Regions from separate parts of the Xenopus laevis genome. Here region 1 is linked to region 2. The links are chromatin contacts, called in public Hi-C maps. All regions are on one chromosome and are shown on one strand. The core of a region is the stretch at or near the end of the contact, and the rest is flanking DNA. Distances in the headings are between cores, read along the strand shown.

Region 1 (5,009 bases), core at 1,631-4,130, 39 kb after region 2:
AATTACTTCGAAATTCGAACTTTTTTAACTTCGAAAATTCACTCGAACCTTAGTAAATCTGCCCTTAGCGTAAAGCTAGTTCCCCTACCTGCTCACATGTTGTGTTTTAATATGGAGCAATAAAGATTTATCATTTTATACAAAGTTTGGTTCCCCCCGACTCCTGTCTTGAGGATGCTTTCTACACTATAAAGTTTCTTCCATGTGTGAGTAACCACAGACAGAGCGGAGTTGGAGGGAGCATCCCGCTATCAGGCTATACTATCGCTCCGTCGAGTGCTGCAATGGCGTTTGCCCTTACTCTTCCATGTATACTCAGCGCAAACCATGATATCTTCAAATTGGGATAGGGACATCTCCCATAGACTTAAACAGGGCCTCAACAGGTCTGAGATGGAGGATTTTCGGATTCTGGTTTTTTTGCAGCATCAGGGTATAACAAATCTGGCAACATTTGAGATTTGTTTTCCATGAAAGAATTGCGTTTTAGCCCCAAAAAGCCTGATCAGATAAATTCAAGGTTTAGTAAATAACCACCTGAAAGTTGCACATAGTCAAGAAGAGTGTTGACGTGTTCACATTTCCATGAAGATGCCACTGTTTTCTTCCCAGAGCCAAACTGAATGTATTGTAAAACAAAGTTTACTTTTTTCTGTGATCAAAGCAGCCAAAGACATTTTTATGCAGTTAGTTTCCAAACACCAGCACATTTTTGAGTGGAAAAGTGTTTGCACCTGCTCTTCCAAGTGGCTGCAGTTAAAATCTGCTCCGTGTGACATCAGCCATAGTTGGGTTTCAGTCCTAAGAAATTCTGTTTACCTGCACGTGCGTATTTTGGAAAACATCAAATCATTTTTTCACGCATGCTTTTACAAGCCAGCTAGATCTCCAGGCTGTGTTCTTTAGCCTTGAAGCTCTTTTCAAATGGATTACAAGCACGAGACATTCAGAGACGGTGACTCAGCACCTGATGACACCTCCGTTCATTTAGTCAAACAGCAGAACTGGCTGGCCTGTCATCGGATATCAGCTCTGTGTGAACTGTACACAATAGAAAGGAGACTATAGAATTCCAAGGCACTATGGATTCAGTTGAGAAGGATAAGGATGAAAAATACAATGTGTACACTGTCATTATCTGTAGAAATGGTGATTGCCTGCTAAGGGCAGAAACACACAGGAAGATTTGGGGAAATTTAGTCGCCCGGCGACTAAGCGCCTCTTCTTCTGGCGACTAATCTCCCCGAAAAGCTTTCCCGCTGGCTAGAATGAAAATCGCAGGTGGAGCGATTCGTTTTCAGAAGCCATCCTGCCGCCGATTTAGTCGCCCGAAGAAGAGGCGATTAGTTACCAGACGACTACATCCCCTCGAATCTTCCCGTGTGTCTCTGCCCTTAATCCTCTGTGACTCTGGAAGCAAACGCTAGATCTGTGTTAACTAGACAATTACATATTGGCACCTTCCCACCATGCAGGGGCCTTTGTGGAGTCCATTTGTAACTCGCAGCTCAGCTAATTGCTGAGAATAAAGATTGGGGTAACAGTTCATAAAGCAGAGAGGAAATGAGTGCAAGCTACGGATGTTTTCATTCTAATTGAGATGGCTGGAACCGTGGAGCTAGACAGGAAATTATATGTATCGTTCTTAAGTGAGTAATGTTAGGGCAGGGATGGATTGTAAGTATTATTATTAGCCTCTATTCATAAAGCACCAACATGTTTTGCCGTGCTTTATATAGATTATACACCATTCACTGGCATTTACAATAAAGAGTTGTTGAAATCTGTCCGCCACATCCAAGTCAGTGTCATTATTCTCTATGGTCTATTAAAGGAACAGTAACACCCAAAACTGAAAACATATCCAAGTAATTACAATATAAATGGGCACTGCTAAAATGGGTGTGTTTGCTTCATAAAGACTACCATAGTTTATATAAACCAGCTGCTGTGTGGCCTTAGGGGCAGCCATTCACTGAACACATCTAAAAACAAATCCTCTGTAAGGCTACAAATGTATTGTTATTGCTATTTTTTATTACTCACCTTTCTATTCAGGCCCTCTAATATTCATATTCCAGTCTCTTATTCAAATCAATGCATGGTTGCTAGGGTAATCTGGCCCATACTAACTGGATTGCCGAAATCACAAACGAGAGCTAAATAACGCAAAAACCATTGATAATAAAAAATGAAAACCAATTGCAAATTGTCTACTAATATCACTCTCTACATCATACTAAAAGTTAATTTAAAGGTGAACAACCCCTTTTTTGATGTGACCCCTTTACGTCGCATCACTTACAAGATGACACCAATATCATCTTCAAAAAACTATTGAAGTCAATGGGACCTAATTCACGACTGTATTATTTTATAATGCTGATACACTGGGAATGTTGTATATTGATGCAATTTTTTACTCTTTAGTAGCACATCCGACTGACTACTGACTGTTACTACTTACTGTACATGTGGCAGCTCACAACTAGGGTTGCCACCTGGCCGGTATTTTACCGGCGTGGCCGGTAAAAATGATGACTGATCCCAATGTTATTAATAGGGAAAAAAGATAAATTATATAGGAAGGCCGGTATTTTTTTCCAGAAAAGGTGGCAACCCTACTCACAACAGTGCAGCTCATGGGTAAATGGTACAGAAATATAAAGAGGGTGGGGTGTAAAATATAGGCTAAAATTTGACTTAAAACGCAAGGGCTTATTTTAATTGCAGCTTCATGAAGTCATTATCATCCATGGAGTAAATTCTGGAGATTTCTCCTTAGACTGGAGGTAAGAAATCTCCCATGGAGCCTATCCCTGCATTGTACTAGATAACAAAGCACACAATTGCCACTGTGAGTGGAGCCTGAGGGTAAATGGCTCTGGTTTGATTGTATGTACAGGATCTCAGGGCAGGTTCAGGACAGCAGAAAAGACCTCAGCAGCCTGAGTAATCTCAAATTGCTTTTTAATGAATGACTTGTATATTAGCAGCTTTCATCAGACAAAAGGGGAGTCAATGTAGGGCTGTAGGTTCTCTAAAATCCTGATGAGTCACTTTCTGCATTCCATTGTAGGCAGGAGGCAGGGTCTCAGTAATATCCAGGATGAAAGTCATTCAGCATCTACATATCTGCCCTGTCATCAGCACAAAAACGATATAACGTTTATTTACATATGTTTCCTTATGGCTCTGTCCATACGACTGTTGTGTTTTAGCGCAAGGCAGATGTTTATATCATTCTTAGCACTGGCATTATTTCTATTATTTTCTACTTTACTGATATAGTTATCAGAACTAGATATGGCTTCTCTTCTTGTTATTTATATTTCCTGAAATTGACTGCCATTAGCCAGAGACATTACATAAACAGGCAAATGAGCTGAACCGTTTAGTTGCATGAAATGCGTTATCCCATTTTGGTTTCTCCAGTAAGGGTAGTCCTCGACGGACATTTTCAGTGCAATCCGACAAAAATAAGGTAAGAGATAGAGTTGTCACATGGTGTCATAACGTTGATCCGACGTGACACGACTGTCGGATGCAGACGCAGCGTTTTGTCGCAGCGCGTCGGATTGCCGAAAACGTCCGTGGAGGCCTACCCTAATATGTTGTGGACAGAATATTTATATTTTTATGGACGCCACTGGATTCTGATATTTAACAAAAATAATGGCCAGCCAAATGTTTCCTTTAAATAGGAACTAAATGCCATTCAGAACAGTGTAATGGTATGTGAGCCCCAGGGAATGCTAATTTAAAGCAGAGTTCAGAACCTCATTACCTCTTGCCCTCCACCCACCCTTCACATTCCTGTTAATCCTTTGCATAGCTTTCAAGGCTTGCTTCAAGCAAAACATACGTTAGCACTGAATTGTTGCACCGCCAAAATTTAAAGCACTTAATTTCGAAGGCTGTTTACCTGTTTTCCAAAAAAGGCTGTGTATAAATTTAAGCAGAAATCTCATTGGATCCTGTTGCATTTAAACTAGAAATACTAGTCAAATGTATTGATTGATTTGCTTAGGGAGAGGAATCCATGCATCACACAACCTTAGGGAGATGAACAGGCCTGCATTCCATTGACAGTGAGTAGTAGGTATTTAATACACCCTTTACTGAGCTAGTTTAGTCAAAGTCACTGACAGCTGTGGAAAAACATTATAATGCTTTATTTATATAGCAACAGCATATTCACCATGTTTTCAACCCACAATAAAACATTTCCCCACAGAATTACAGCATACTTATATTTGGCTTATTAATTTAGATGCATGCTGCAGACTGAACTGATTTTTGTGCAGCCATGCAGCATGAATGTAATTGAATTGTGTTTTCAAAATGTGGCTGGGGTGAGGTTGCAACCCTGTTTTCACCAGATTTTGCACCAGATGTGGTTGCACTGGGAATGGGCATTGCTTTTCAGTAGGTAGAGAGATAATGTGCAACTTGGCATTGGGGTTACAGAAGTGAAAATTAAGTTCTGGCACAGGGTTATAGAACAAGGCGAGGTTAAGGAGAGTGTAAAGATCGTGCCAGGAAACAAGGGGCTGAAAAGGCACAAAGAGGCGAAGGCTGCAAAGCAAAGAAAGAATGTTGTAGTGAATGTGTAATGTAATAGGCAGCCAGCCAAGGGATTTTCATATGTGAATGACTCCAAGGCCTTTACAAGTATGGAATGACAGCTAATTAAAGGAAATAGAAAAACAGCACTTGAAAACAATGGGAGAAGTTGCTACTACAGACTGGCATTGCTATGGGCAAGCAATCCCTTGTCTATGATCTTGCCCATCAGTTAAACAAACATCATCAAATAACATTGGAATTAAGCACATACTCTGTATCCATGCCTTTTGTGAGCATTGCTTCATCTACTGCTAACTCTGAATGTTGGGAAATGTAGTTCACCCAAGCCTGAGACAGGTAGGTTTGACAAAAATACGTAGCATGGGACCTGTTATCCAGAATGCTCTGGACCTGAGGCTTTCTGGATAACGGATCTTTCC
Region 2 (5,174 bases), core at 245-2,744:
CCCCTGGAATGCGAGGCTGCTGCTTCCAAACAAAGACTTTCCCAGACATACACAGACAGACAGACAGACTGCTGCTGGGACTTTTGGGGCTTCGAAGTTTTCTACAGTTTATACGTTAGGCAAATGGGTACACACACACTCCACACACACCCCACACACAGGGGGCACATAACAGCCCTGAGCTGACACACAATGAAAGCTTTGCCCCAGTCCGTACACATGTGCTGCTGCTGCTGCCTCGTGATCTAACTTTCTTTGTTCCACAAGTGCAGCGGCCGCGCGGCTTTACTTTCCCTTTGTTCCGCGCTCTGTCCCTGCTAGAGACTTTCCCCGGACACTGTCTGCGCTCCCTTCACCCCTGTCAGGCGATTCCTATGGCAGACTCGGCCCGTGCCAAACTCTTCATCCCTCCCTGATCAGCAGCGCTTAAATACTCGCTCCAACTTTTCTCCCAGCCAGTCAGCCCTTTCAACTGGCGATACGTTTTACACACAAGACAACATCTGTTTTACAACAAGCAGAAGTGACTGGGGGAGTGTGAGCAGTTAGCCCCGTCCCAACAACACCAGCACCCCCTGTAATGTGACATTGGTTTCCCCCGGCTATGAGCGCAGCACGCTGTGGAACTGTGAGGTAGAGGGACAGCGCACCTGGCGAGCCCACCAGGGTTTCCTTGGAGTGGGAAGGAAGGATTTGTAGGGGGGGTGCCTAGGGGTCCAGGACAATTAGGAGAGTGGAGTGGGGGATAGAGGGGCGCGGGTATCACTACAGACAGGCGGGACACGTTCACACTGACAGCGCCATCCGCATGGGAACACAGAGCAGTAGTGTAGTAGAGTGCAACACGCTCTCGTCTCCATCACATCACCCCCCTAACTCAGAGCTCTTGCGCCGGCTCACTCACCGCTCCACTCGCACTAAAGTTCATCCCAGGCGGCGGCGGCAGCTCTTACCTTTCTTGGCTTTCATTGTAGCACGGGGCCGCCGGAGGATCCCAGCTCAGAGGCAGAGCGTTAAAGAGAGGCGATGCACAAACACACGGGATGCCCTGAATACAATCACTTCAGCTTGTGTGTCTGTTCACTTTAACAACAAGCTCGATCTTTTCACTTTAATCTTCTTCCCCCTCCTCCTCCTCTGGCTCTTGTTCCAATCTGCCCGTCTCCCTTCAACTTTTCTGTCTGGTGCCACAATGAGGCAAGTTAAGGTTAAAGCCAGAGGTAGATGTAACGCTCTCCTCCCTCCCCTTACACTAATGACTAATGGCTTGTAAGAAGCAGCAGCAGCTCGGCTCTCACACCCTCCCCGGGACTGTCAGACACACACACACACAGTGGGAGGAGATATGAGCCTCCTGGATTCCCCCCTTTCTGCTCCCAGACACACTGGGCCTGTGACACTTCATGGGCTGCAGGGGGAGCTTCAGTCGGTGGTGCAGCCGCTTCCTGTTATTTGCTTTCATTCCCAGACAGCCGTTTGATCATTAAACTACACAGGCGGCTCCTGGGTTTTTTTTCTCCCTCTTTAATTCTTTCTCTTTTGACAGCTGCCTCTCTGCTCTGTCTCCTGTTGCTATGGGACGAGCCAACCGATCCCTCCCCTCCCCCCCCTGCCAGCAAAATTCCCTCCAAACTGCTGAGAGACAAAAAAAAGTATGTGAGTTGGGAGGGGGGAATCACAATGAGGTCTGTTTCTCATAATACCCCTTAGAACACAACCTGTGTCTCTTGCCGAACTGCATGTCACAGAATTCCAAGGAGAGCCCCAGGCTGAACATCTATTGTTTCCGCAGAAATCTCAGTAACAAACGAATTCAGCTTTATTTCTGAACTGCAAACTGCCACAAACCCTAAGAGCAGCACTTTTATAGCAGATGTTGCTTTCCCTGAGGTTGACAGTAAAGCTAAAGGAATGTAAGAGCTCATATGGGGGGTGGGGAGGTTCCATATCTAAACCCAGCTGGAGTTACACTCAGGCGACAGCATGTAAACAGTGGGAAAATAAAGCAAGTTCAGTGTGGCAACCCCTGCTGAGTAAAAGATGCTTCCAAGTCACTTTACAGTTACACAATTTACAGTGATCCTAAACCAGTGGCTTGTGAGAAACATGTTGCTCACCAATAGGGTTGCCACCTTTTCTTCAAAAATACCGGCCTTCCTTTATTCTCATGCATTTCCCCTATCAATAACATTGGAATCAAGCTTAATTTTTACTGGCCAGACCGGCAACCAGGTGGCAACCCTACTCACCAATCCCTTGGATGTTGATCTTGGTGGCAGGTCTGGACTGGGAGTCAAAGTAGGCCCTGGCATTCCAAGTACACAGAGGCCCAAATAGTCCTCCACCAGCCCACTAAATAGTGACTGTCTATGGGACCTTACAGCAGCCCCTCTGGCATTTGCCATAACCCAAAGATTGCCAGTCCGAGCCTGCTTGGTGGCCTCTGAGCATGTGCTTATTTTTGAATTCTTGGCTTGGAGGGGGGTTCAGTTTCATAATAACAAGGTGTACTGTCAAATAAAGCTGACAGACCACATAGGGGCTACCAAGTAGCGAATCACAGCACTTATTTTGCACCACCCAGGAACATTTTTCATGCTTGTGTTGCTCCCCAACCTTTTTAACATCTGAATGTTGCTCACAGGTAAAAAAAAAAAAAAGGTTGGGGACCCTGTCTGTTGATGCTCATTTTGGCCACGGGGGGTGTGCTGTTTCATCTGATTCTACGAAAATAAACTCTTATTTCACTCGAGCAGTGGAAATAGTATGGCAGCTCCAACATGTTATACTAGGATATAATGATTCTGATTAGATAAATAAGGGTATATGTGTTCTGTATGAAGCACAGGGTAGAATGTGTAAGCTCTTTAAAACAAGGGGCCTCTTTCCAACTGTGTATTGAAACTCCAAGTACTTATTTATTTATTCTCCCCATGTTAGATATTACTATGTGCCCCTGTATTACTACTGTCCCCCTGTATTACTACTGACCAGAGAACATGCTTGTTGTCATCCGGAAAGCAAATAATGCCTCCTGGAAGCAGTAAGGCAGCTGATGACAAACTGTTAAAGTATCCAGTGAATGGTCCTGGTTATGTTCCCCAAAGGCACAATAAGCTCACTGACTCAGCAGCGCTGGCTACAAGTGAAGCTGCTGCTTGGAGAGCAGTTATTATTGTAGGCGGCAGCAGCTCTGACACTGTCATTTGCAGCGCACATGCTCTGACTCCTGGGCCAGGGAAGCAAATTCATGGCAAATGTTTACGAGACTCAGCTGCTTCCTCCTCTATTGCAGCCACTTGACTTTCTCATCTGAGAATCTTACGAAATAAAGAGGATTTCACAACCAGTAAAGTGTCAGTGTTTTTAGGTTATTGCAGCACAGGGGTCAAGTCTGACCACAGAGAAATGGCATCTGTTACCTGCCCTGTTCTAGGAAATCTAAAGTATTCACGTCATCTGGAAACCTGGAACCTAAACTTAAAGGGGTTGTTCACCTTTAAATTAGCTTTCAGTATGACGTAGAGAGTGATATTTCGAGGCAATTTGCAATTGGTTTTCATTTATTATTTGTGTTTTTTTAGTTATTTCGATTTTTATTCAGCAGCTCTCCAGTTTGCAATTTCAGCAATCTGGTTGCTAAGGCTCAAATTACCCAAGCAACCATGCACTGATTTGAATAAGAAACAAGAATATGAATAGGAGAGGCCATGGATAGGAAGAGTAATAAAAGATAGCAATAACTATACATTTTTAGTCTTACAGTAGTGATCCCCAACCAGTAGCTCATGAGCAACATGTTGCTCACCAAACCCTTGGATGTTGCTCTGGATGTGGCCTCAAAGCAGGTCGCTTCTTTTAATTTCTGGCTTGGATGCAGGTTTTGATTGAATAAATAAGCAACAGATGTACTACTAAACAGAGACTCCTATAGGCTGCCAGTCCACATAGGGGCTACCAATAGCCAATTACAGCCCTTATTTGGCTCCATCCAGGAACATTTTTCATGCTTGATTTGCTCCCCAACTCATTTTACTTCTGAATGTTGCTCATGGGTGAAAAAGGTTGGGGATTTGATTTTTAGATGGGGTCACTGACCCCTATTTGAGAGCTGGAAAGAATCAGAAGCCAAATAATTCAAAAACTATAAAAAAAAGGACAAATCTGAAGCATACTAATAGTTAACATAAAGGTGAACCACCCCTTTAAATAGAAACATGTACTTTGTAGTTTTCACTTTTTACTGTTTCACGTAGGGATGCACTGAATCCACTATTTTGGATTCGGACGAACCCCCGAATCCTTCGTGAAATATTCGGCCGAATACCGAACCGAATCCTAATTTGCATATGCAAATTAAGGGTGGGAAGGCAAAAACATGTTTCTTGTTTTGTGACAAAAAGTAATAAAAGAAAAACTGGCACTCAGAGCTCGATGCATGCGGGCAAAGCCCTGCGTGTTTATTACAATGTAACGTTTCGGGGGCGGGCCCCTTCATCAGACAGAAGGGGCCCGCCCCCGAAACGTTACATTGTAATAAACACGCAGGGCTTTGCCTGCATGCATCGAGCTCTGAGTGCCAGTTTTTCTTTTATTACGCTGACTACAATTGGGGTTGCCGATCCCTTCTGACTGTGCACCGGGCCAACTTATGCTGGAGAGGCCAGGGTGTGCTGGTGGGTTCTGGAAATTGTGACAAAAAGTAACACAATTTACCTCCCCGACCCTAATTTGCATATGCAAATTAGGATTTGTATTTGGTTCGGCCAGGCAAAAGGATGCGGCTGAATCCGAATCCTGCTGAAAAAGGCCGAATCATGGCCGAATCCCGAACCAAATCCTGGATTTGGTGCATCTCTACTTTAGCATGTCTCAGATAATTAATCCCATTGAATTTCCCACAAGCCTCCTTGTTATTATAGCCTATGGGAACTGCTGTTCTTGAAGAACACTGGGGTAATGATTTTAAGAGGGGTTGCTGCTGTGCCATAATATGTGCGATTTCTATTGAGCTTAAAGGGGAAACATTTATGGGGATTCTTAGCATGCTGATTGCTGTGTCTTTCCCAGAGTAATTCTGCAGTCTACATGTGCTCTGTACCATATGTCCCATTTTTTGGTTTATTGTGCCCACAGAGCAGTCCTTGCTGTATTTAGAGTGGGAGGGCCTCTTC

What was found. Hi-C and Micro-C count contacts between places; a contact is called where the count stands out from the background.
Region 1: a Hi-C map of the XL177 cell line shows a contact between it and region 2, with 1.8 times the contacts expected there. The contact joins the enhancer-like site here to the promoter of tgif1.L in region 2. A contact is called at or near these places in 2 of 4 Hi-C or Micro-C datasets (the XL177 cell line and the XTC cell line).

Annotation. Positions count from the first base shown.
Region 1 is chr6L:113,715,626-113,720,634 of Xenopus_laevis_v10.1, forward strand. No RefSeq gene overlaps it. Among protein-coding and RNA genes, the nearest start is that of myl12b.L, 24 kb to the right of the region's middle. Within about 2 kb of position 2,881, at least 4 of the 7 cell types and tissues checked have an H3K27ac peak or open chromatin away from gene starts, as enhancers often do.
Region 2 is chr6L:113,677,539-113,682,712 of Xenopus_laevis_v10.1, forward strand. tgif1.L (homeobox protein AKR) reads right to left here and starts at 1,495. Exons shown (of 3, transcript XM_018267912.2): 1 at 954-1,495. The coding sequence starts at 969.